2 separate regions of the Sus scrofa genome follow, and region 1 is linked to region 2. Evidence: chromatin contacts called from public Hi-C data. All regions are on one chromosome and are shown on one strand. The core of a region is the stretch at or near the end of the contact, and the rest is flanking DNA. Distances in the headings are between cores, read along the strand shown.

Evidence for each region. Hi-C and Micro-C count contacts between places; a contact is called where the count stands out from the background.
Region 1: a contact with region 2 is called in a Hi-C map of subcutaneous adipose tissue, with 2.1 times the contacts expected there. The contact joins the enhancer-like site here to the promoter of DACT1 in region 2. A contact is called at or near these places in 13 of 47 Hi-C or Micro-C datasets (adipose tissue, alveolar macrophages, brain and 9 more).

What each region holds. Positions count from the first base shown.
Region 1 is chr1:188,099,244-188,103,826 of Sscrofa11.1, forward strand. No RefSeq gene overlaps it. Among named protein-coding and RNA genes, the nearest start is that of DAAM1, 230 kb to the right of the region's middle. Within about 2 kb of position 1,563, at least 12 of the 83 cell types and tissues checked have an H3K27ac peak or open chromatin away from gene starts, as enhancers often do. A contact at or near this core is called in adipose tissue and subcutaneous adipose tissue, where this site is marked.
Region 2 is chr1:187,716,429-187,721,201 of Sscrofa11.1, forward strand. DACT1 (dapper homolog 1) reads left to right here and starts at 2,963. Exons shown (of 4, transcript XM_021102679.1): 1 at 2,963-3,405. The coding sequence starts at 3,061.

The DNA of each region.
Region 1 (4,583 bases), core at 313-2,812, 380 kb after region 2:
GGTATGTTTAATGTTGTCCCAGATGTCTCTTAGACTCTCCTCAGTTTTTTTTCTTTCTTTTTATCTTTATTCTTTTTTGTAGCAGTGATTTCTACCCCTCTTCCATCTCACTTATTTGTTCCTCTGCCTCCATTAACCTGCTATTGGTTTCTTCTAGATTATTTTTCATTTCAGCTATTGCACTATTCATTTTGCTCTTCAAATCCTCTAGCTCTTTGTTAAACATTTCTTTTAAGTTCTCCATCTGTGTCTCCATTCTTTTTCAAAGATCTTGGATCAACTTTACTATCATCAGTCTGAATTCTTTTTCAGGCAAATTGCTTATCTCATTATCATTTAGTGGGTTTTGTGTGTTTTTGTCTTGTTCCTTTGTCTGAAAGCTGCTTCTTTTTTGTCTTATAGTGTCTTCCTTTCTGTTTATCATCTCCTTGACAGTTAGTATGTAGATGTTGAAACAGGTGCCCAGTCCTGGGGTTCTCAGGGGTGGTGGTTGTTCAAATGTACCTATTTGCTGGGTAGGCTCTAGGGATTGCTCTATGTAGATATAGAAGCAGCTGCTGCTGTTCTGCTTGCACTCTCCTTGCTTGACAACTCTAGAGATCTCTCTATAAAGCCTCAGGGCAGGGGGCTTCTCCCTAATTGTTTCTCACAAGCTCTCTCTGTAGCTGCAGGATGTGTGTTTCTGGCAGTCCCTCCGCCTGCCTTGCTGCTGGTAGGAGTGTTCTCTATAGCCCCGCAGACTGAAATGTGGATTAATGGGCCTTCCCTGGCTCCCTTGGAAAGAGTGCCACTGATGTGAGCCTTCACAGGGCCACTGGCAGGCATCCTGTACCTTGTGCTTTTTTCTGTTTGGCAGCCCACAGATCTGTCAGAGAGTGGGCACTGGCAGCCCTCTCATCGGAAGGTGCTGCCACCAGCAGCTTTTCTGGCACTGCTTTGCTGACCTGAGATTCTGCAGATTCTCTGGGTGGACCCAAGGCACTTGTGTTTTCCCTGATTGACAAGGATTGGGGACCGTCAGCCCTCTCATAGGAATGGGCACTCTTGCACTGGCACAAGCCTCTGCAGATTCTCTGGGCAGAGCTGAGATGCCTGTGTTTGCCTGTATTTTCCCTGCTCAAGGAGATCACTGCTTTTCAGGAAGTGGGTGCTGCCATCAGCAGTTTTTCTGACGCTGCTTTGCTGGTGTGAGCCTCTGTGGAGTTTCTGAGTGGCGCCAAGGCACCTGTGTTTTCCATGATCAGCAGGGAGTGGGCTCTGGCGGCCCTCTCTGGGGAATGGGCACTGCCTGTCTGGGTGGAGCTGAGACTCCTGTGTTATCTCTGCTCAAGCAGGTTGTTGCTCTTGCAGGAAATGGGCACTGACACCAGCAGCTTTTCTGGTGCTGCCCTGCTGGTCAGAGACTTTGCAGATTCTCTGGGTGGAGCCAAGGCACCTATGTTTTCCCTTATCTCTTGGGCGCTGAGCTCCGCCACTGCTGGCAGCTCTTCTGGCACAGGCTGGGCCTCACTAGCACGGGAGGCCCCTGCTGGCAGGAACTGGGAACTTGTGTTATTCCCCCAGGCAGTTACTCCACCTATTCCCAGAAGTCGGTTTCCTAAGGGCGAGGCGGCTTCCCAGCCATTGCTAGGCAGCTGCTTTGGCTAAGTGGTTCCTGAGCTGAGGCAGAAAGTGTCCTGCTGCTTGAGAAATCTTAGGGAACAAGGTTGTAGTGGTGGATCCTGCCCCTTCCATCCAGCACCCCCAAACAATGGTGTCTAGTCTCTAAGCCTGAGTGGGTTGGCTCCGCATAGATGCTCTCCAGTGTGGTCACCCTATAGTCCTCCAAGCTGTTTCCACAGGATCAACCCAGTGCACCCCCACCCCCCACCGCTGCATAGCTGGCTCAAGCTCCCTCTTTGGGTATGATCTCTAGGTCAAACTTTTAGTTCCTAACACCTGAAAGCACCTGCCTATGGTTGCTCATTACCCATAGCACTGACCATTTGTGGAGGACTCTCTCTTTCTTAACTGCTTCAGACCATTTGTCTAGAGTTTCTCCTCCGTTTTTGGCTGATCTCATTGCTGGTGGGGTAACTTCCCTGGGCGCAGGAGCAATTCCTTTTTCCAGCTCCCTCCTGGAAGAGCAGGTCCCTTCTCATTTCTTTTTCTCTTGTTATTCTTCTTTCTTATGTCCTATCTGGTTTTGTAATGTTTTTCTTGTTCTATCATACTCTCAAGGTCTTTTGTCAGTTTTTTGCAAATTTTCTGTACGAATAGTTCCACATATAGGTGTATTTTCAATGTATTTGTGGGATTAGATGAGCCTTATGTTCTGCTACTCTGCCATCTTAGACCTCCTCTCATAAATATTTTTAAATTTTCATTTTCAAAGGCTGTTTCTGTCAAATAAAGAGAGGAAATAGTTTCTCCAAATTTGAGAAAGTGCCAGGAAAATCTAATTGATTAATTTCCCATAAAGTTCATCAGGCATTTCATTTTGGCAAATGACTGAATTAGAAATCGTCTCTGCACTGGAGTTAAAATCTTTGTGAGGCTTTCTGAAACAGGAAAAGGCATATTAACTGGATGGTGAGGAGAGACAAAAACACAGAAGAAGGGGCTCCCCTCCCTAGAATGAGTAGACCCAGAAATGCCTATAAAATGCTCAGTGAACAAGCCAAACTTTACTAACAGATGTGCCCAGCCCGATCATCAGGCTGACGAAGGGCCTTGTGATGAGCAAGAATTAGAATATAATTTTTAAACAAATGATCCCTTAGCCAAATGCACCATTACTAAGAGTGTACATTCCCCATCAAAGAGGAAGAAAGCATTGTCACAGACGGGAGAACCAGTGCTAGAAGGAAGAGAGAATCTAGCAGAGGATAACATTACTGCCTTGGGGTCAAAATGGATCCTGGAATCTGGATGAGTCACTGAGGGGCTGAATTCCTTCAGATATTATAGATGAGGGTAAGAAGGAGGCTAAAGAGCAAGAGACAGCAGATGACAAAGGGAGAGACCAGGCAGCTGGACAAAGGCAGTACAAGTTGTTAGCATCCAGGACTGCCACTGGAGGGCAGCAAAAGCATCACACGTGTAAGTCTCTACTGCCTTTTAATGAACCACAAGTTTTTAAACATGAAGCTGTCACAGGATCCAGACTTAAAACTGCTGGGGGTCAGCAAAAGATTTTGTAATGACTTTTATGTAATTTAATCAATTTCTAGTCAATTTAAAGATTCAAAGAATAAGTAGGAGAAGTGAGTCTAGTGAATGTATTTTCTGAGTGGGGTAAAAGCAGAAGATGCATTCTTCCTTTCGTTATTCCTTCTTTGTCTGCCATGATAGAGATTCTAAGACTAGAAACTAAGAATTCAGAACAGATGCTGTGGCCCTTCTTAGATGGTGGCAAGCAGGCCACTAAAGGTATACTAACACCTTCAGTCAGAATACGGGATGAGGAATTCCTCTTGCGGCTCAGTGAGTTAAGAACCTGACATAGTGTCTGTGCGGTGCAGGTGCGAGGGCAGGTTCGATCTCTGGGCTTGCTCAGTGGGTTAAGGATCCCATATTGCTGCAAGTTGTGGCATAGTAGCAGATGTGGCTCAGATCCAGTGTTGCTGTGCTGTGGCTGTGTCGTAGGCCAGCAACTGCAGCTCTGATTTGATACCTAGCCTAGGAACTTTCATATGCCACAGGTATGACCCTAAAAAAAGAAAAAAAGAAGAAGAAAAAAACACAGGATGAATGAAAGTGTATCTGAGGAAACTGGCAATTTGTTGATGAAACTACTAAATTGCCTAATTAACTATTTAATTAAACTACTTAATTAAAATTATACCTGGGGGCTAAAACAAGGCTCCTTTCAGAAAGGACTCCTTTCTCATTTACTGGGCTCCCATGAGATTTCAAAAATTGTATGGTGGAAAAGATTTTTGTTTAAATCACATTTCTCTTCAAAAAGGACTCCATAAGTGTAAAAGACAGTACCATTCTACTAGGTCATCTGAGTGGACCCCAGAATAGATGTGTTATTATGTTAGTGACCTCTGAATGGACTGGATTGCTATAATTTAAGCACAAAAAGCTCAACTTTGGAGGAAATGGGTGAATCTACCCTGTGATGCTGGAAGGGTTACTGGAAGACTAACTAAAATGGAAAATACTTATTTTATTTAGGACATGTATTCCTCTGTGTTGTCTCTTGAGACCTGAATTCCCTGCTTTTTTGCTTTTATAAAACTCTGATAATGTATCAAAAATAAACAGGCATTAACCAGGAATTCCCTTCTTGGGACATGATTCCCCCAAATAATCAAAGATGCAAAAAGTATTTTTATGTTCAGTGTGTTTTGACATGAGTTCTTTATTTGTATTTGAGAAAATGAAAATAATCCAACATTTTCATAATAATAATAAGCCTTTATTGAGTATTAGCCTTGTGCTAGATCCTGTTTTAAGTCCCCAAAGTGCTTTTCACAAGCCTAGGAATCTGTGTTATTATTATACCTATTTTACATATGAGGAAGGCAAGGCTCAAGAGGTTAATCAACCTGCCAAGACCACATGTCTAATGAAAAGTGGACTTGGGGTTTTTG
Region 2 (4,773 bases), core at 1,713-4,212:
TCCCAAATACCTGCAACCAAAACAAAGAATCAAAGAAAGAAAGCAAGCTGGGCCAAAACTGGAAAGGAGAAGATTTGGCTGTTGGGTTAAGAAGAGAATAGGGGCAACCCAACCAGGCCCATTTAATCTGACGACATTAGGAGTTTTCCTGGGAGAACAATTACAGCATTGAGCTCCTTGCTTCTAACTTCACTTGACAGCCTGAGTTTGTTTTAATTGGGGTGTGAATGAACAGCATTATTTATTAATGTGTAAGGGATCCTTGGGAAAGCATAACCTTTTTTCCTAGTTGTGACCATTTTATTGGTGGAACCATTTGAAAACATTAGTTCTAATATTTAAGTTTGCTGGGGACACTTTTTTGTGGAGGTGTACAAACTGTTATGGCAAATGGTTTGCTTTGGACTAATGAGCCAGCTCAAAGTGGCATTTGGTGGTGAGGGAATTGGAGGAGGGGGGAGGTTTGGAGACACAGCGACTTGTCTGTCTACTTTGACAAGATTTATTAGTAGTGGTTAGAAACATGTTTCAGCTTTTTTTTCCCCCCTCAACTACATAAATATAGTTGTCAGTGTGTGACATAACACAGGCCACAATAATAGACTCCACCCAGCCAGAAGGCATCTAATTCAGAACTAGAAAGCAAGAGGCTTGCCTAGAAATGAATAACATGAGACAATGACAGAGGACATGGGTGAGTGGAATTTGGCAGACAGAAGTCCTACTAAAATTAGAATTTAATTCCTCTATTACCAAGTATGGTGTTTGGCCTACAGTAGGCATAAAGCATAGGTGAGCTGAATAGAATTAATTTTGTTTGCTGATGAGCACCTAAGCATAATTCCATTTTTAGATCTAATATACAGTCTGGTTAATAATGAATCTTGGTTGTAGCTATAGTCCCTTTCATGTCTGAGAGGGGCAGCCATGGGGACATCAGTGGAGGGTGGCAAGAGAACTGTTTTCTTTTTGGGGGGTTTTTGGTAAATGTCAACTTGACTCTATTTGTCACAGAGACTAAATGGGTACTATAAAGTTAGTTAGAAAGTCTGTTCATGAAAAAGCAATTTATAACTAATGTACAGTTTCTTGAATGCTTGCAAAGCCATGGTCCTGAGTACAGTAATACCAAGAGGATATTAAAACAATCTCTGCATTCAGGATCCTTGGGAAAGCATAAACTTTAATAATGTAATTGGAGGGAAGAGATACATATAAACACCTACATAGATGTGTATGTACATACCCAGATAAATAACCATACAAGTAGCATTTGGTAAGAATCAAAGAGTCATGCAATTAACTGGAGTTCAGAGGAGGGAAGTGAACTGATCTTGGAAGGAAGGAGGCTGGAGGACCACACAGAGGGGAGAAATGGAGAATCCCTTCTGCCCCTAGCTTGCTGTGTGGCAGTTCGTGGACCAGGGAACCAGCCACAGAGCCACAATAGTAACCTGAGCCAGAGCAGTGATGACTCGGAGTCCTGAATTGTTAGGCCACCAGGGAACTCCAGAAATAGAGAATTCTTGACAGGGGTAAACAGCTGGGTAAAGGTGTAAAAGTCTAAGGTAATGATATAGGATTATCATTTACCTAAGTTTCAGCAAATTGTGACTTGCTGGCTTCAACTTCTGAGGCTCCTGGCCCTATTGCTTTTTTAAAAATAGATATGGTACTTTTCCATAGATAAGCCAGCTAGTGGCATTTCCAGGTCCCCATCCTATTGAAATTCCCTGTGACGAGTGTGCCAAGTAAACATGACCATAATACCACTGCTGCTCCAGGGGAAAAGTTTGTCTCCCTGGAGGAAAAAAAAAGTTACAACTCTTATAGCCCTTACTATGTATGTGCCTGCCACGCTGTTAACGCACCCCCATGCATATTACATACTGAATTTATAATTCTTACAACAGACATGTTCTGTTAGCAGCTCCATTCTACCATTGGGGAAACGGAGGTGAAGTTACTTGCACAGCCTGTCTTGGCTGGAAAGGGCATTCAAATGCAAGCAGTCTGGTTTCAGTCAGAGCTTTTGTGCTTGCAGACTAAATAACAACAATAAAAAAACTCAAAAACCGAGGCGCGCACGCGCGCGCACACACTAGACCCCAAGCCTGTAAAAGAATTGATGCAACCGCTTGCAATACAGCGACATCCTACTGCCTAATTTTTAATGCTTTCCGTAAAAAAAGATGAAAACAACAGCAACAAAACTGAGGGCTAAACGGTTTTAGGACAACGGTGTACTGTGCCTTGTAGTTCCTGCCTTTTACAGCGTGGAGTCAAAAAACCAAACCCAAGATACGGTCTTGGAATACTTTGGCAGGACCTTGCTGGGTAAGGTGAAAGAAACCTAAGTCGGCCGGAGTGGATAGGGACAGTGGACGTGTGGGAAAGGGTTAATACTGTGCTGCAACTCGGTCGAGTTTCAGAAAGTTCTCCGGGGAGCCCAACTACCGCGTCCCTCGGCGGACCCTGCCTGCGAGGCCGACTGTAATAGGATGCTGGGGATCGAGGCGCTCGCCCGTGGCTTTGTGAGACGGAAAAGAACCAATAAGGAGCGAGGCAAAAACTGGGTGCCGTAAACCCGAAAAGGGGGCGAGGAGGCCCGCGGGAAGAGCGAGGGGGGAGGAGAGAGGGAGGAGCGGGGAGGGCCGCGCGAGGAGGAGGCCGGCGCAGAGCGCGAGCGGCGCCCCAGACACAAGAGGGGGAAGCCGAAGGGGGAGCGGGCCTCGCCGCCGAGGGGCCGGCGCGGGGAGGCGGGCGCCGGGCGGGGGTTCGCTGTGCCGCCGCTCGTGACGTAGCGCCGGGCAGGGCGTTATCAGTTGCGGGGCCGCGGCGAGGGACGCTCGGCGACAGCGGACGACGCCGCCCGGGCCCGGACGGCTGCAGCCCGCGGCCACGCGCGGGTCCCGAGCGCTCCGTGTCTCCGCCCCCATCGCCGCCGCCACCGCGCCCCACCGCCGGGAGGCATGAGCCCAGGGTCGCAGCCTTAGCGCCCGCTCCTCCTCCCGGGCGGCCCGGCTGCGGGGACGGGTGCGCGCTGCAGGGTTGGGGGCCATGAAGCCGAGTCTGGCAGGGACCGCGAGGGAGCTGGAGCCGCCGGCGCCGGCCCGGGGCGAGCAGCGCGCGGCGGAGTCCGAGGGGCGCTGGCGGGAGAAGGGAGAGGCGGACACGGAGCGGCAGCGCACCCGCGAGCGGCAGGAGGCCACGCTGGCCGGGCTGGCGGAACTGGAGTACCTGCGCCAGCGCCAGGAACTGCTGGTCCGGGGCGCCCTGCGCGGCGCCGGGGTCTCGGGGGCCGCTGCAGTCCGCTCCGGGGAGCTGCCGGGGGAGGCGGCGCAGCGCAGCCGCCTGGAGGAGAAGTTCTTGGAGGAGAACATCTTGCTGCTGCGGAAGCAATTGGTAGGTCTTGGCCGGAGGTGGGGGCGCGGCTGTCCTTGATGAGGGGCCGGGTTTCGGGCAGGTGGCCCGCGGCGGGCGCTTGGGTGCGGCGGGCTGGAGACATCCTCCGGCTTCCGGGGATCCCCTCCCGGTGCCTCCCTGACCCTGGGTTCCTGAGGGTGCCCGCGGCGTGTGGGTTGCCGACGCCCACGGGTCCCCGGCGTGTGCCCGCTTTGTGTCAGGTGAGGGCCTGGCGACCCCGCGCGGAGGGCTGGGCGGGGGTGGCCGCCCTCCCCCACCTCCCTCTTTTGCCTTCGGGATTCTTGGTGTTGCCTGTTCCTAACCTCCCCTCTCTATAGTTAGACAAATGCGTGCGCTCTTCCCGAAGGTTTGCAAACCCTCGTTTGAAATAGCATTTCTTTGAAGGGCTTCTCGGCTTCAGGTCCTTCCGCCAGGAGGGGACAAAAGCCGAGGAGGGGGCGTGTGGCATGGTTGCCTGTCCCGTGCCGAATTTTACGGTTACACGGAAGTGGCCCCGGGGACCCTGCCGCTCCTAGGGTTGTCCCCGGCCGGCCAGCTTTTGCCTGGGCTGCTGCCTCATTTCAGATAGAAGCCCTTTGTATGAGCGGCTAAGACACATGCAAATGATGGAAATTTGGCTGGAGAAAGTGTCCCCTCCCCTCATATTTTATCCGTACTCTTCGCTGAGACTTGAATTGGAGGTGAGAGAAGTGAAAATCTGCTTCCAGGGAGCATTTCTCTTTACTGGATTTGCGTCAGTGTCTCAGACATTCCCCGCAGTCTTCATTAATCGGGAAGAAAAAGAACTTTGGCGCTTCATGTATTGATGAACAGCTTTTGACCCCGCCTCAGAGTAATGGCGGCAGCTTTGTTTCGGTGACCTCAAAAATGTAGTTTTGCAAACAGAAAAAAAAAAAAAAATCCTTATCTGACCATGTGATCCTATCTGAAACTAGACACATGCTAGATAATGTCCCTCCTGCAATTACGAACAGAGTGATGCTGTGCAGTTGTCAAGTGCCTTCTTGTTTTACCTCTTTTCAGATGATTTTCTCTTTTTTTGAGCATTGACGTGATTTGACTTGTTTAGTTCCTTTTTACCCCTGAAGAAACTCATTCTAACAAATAAACATGTGTGTCCCCAAGCTTTTTAAGTCAAAGGACAGACAAGAGGAGTAGATGTGCATCTGTTTAGTCAGGATGGATGTACATGGTGGTTTGTGGAATACCTCTTGTTTTGGCATTTGTCTGTGGTTTTTGGTAGCAGACCAGAGTTGCGTATAACTCTGATTTGAGCCAATTCTTGCTGGTTATGCCTGGTCATTGACATTGTGTGCATTGTACAATAGCACCTCCTGCTCTTCTTGA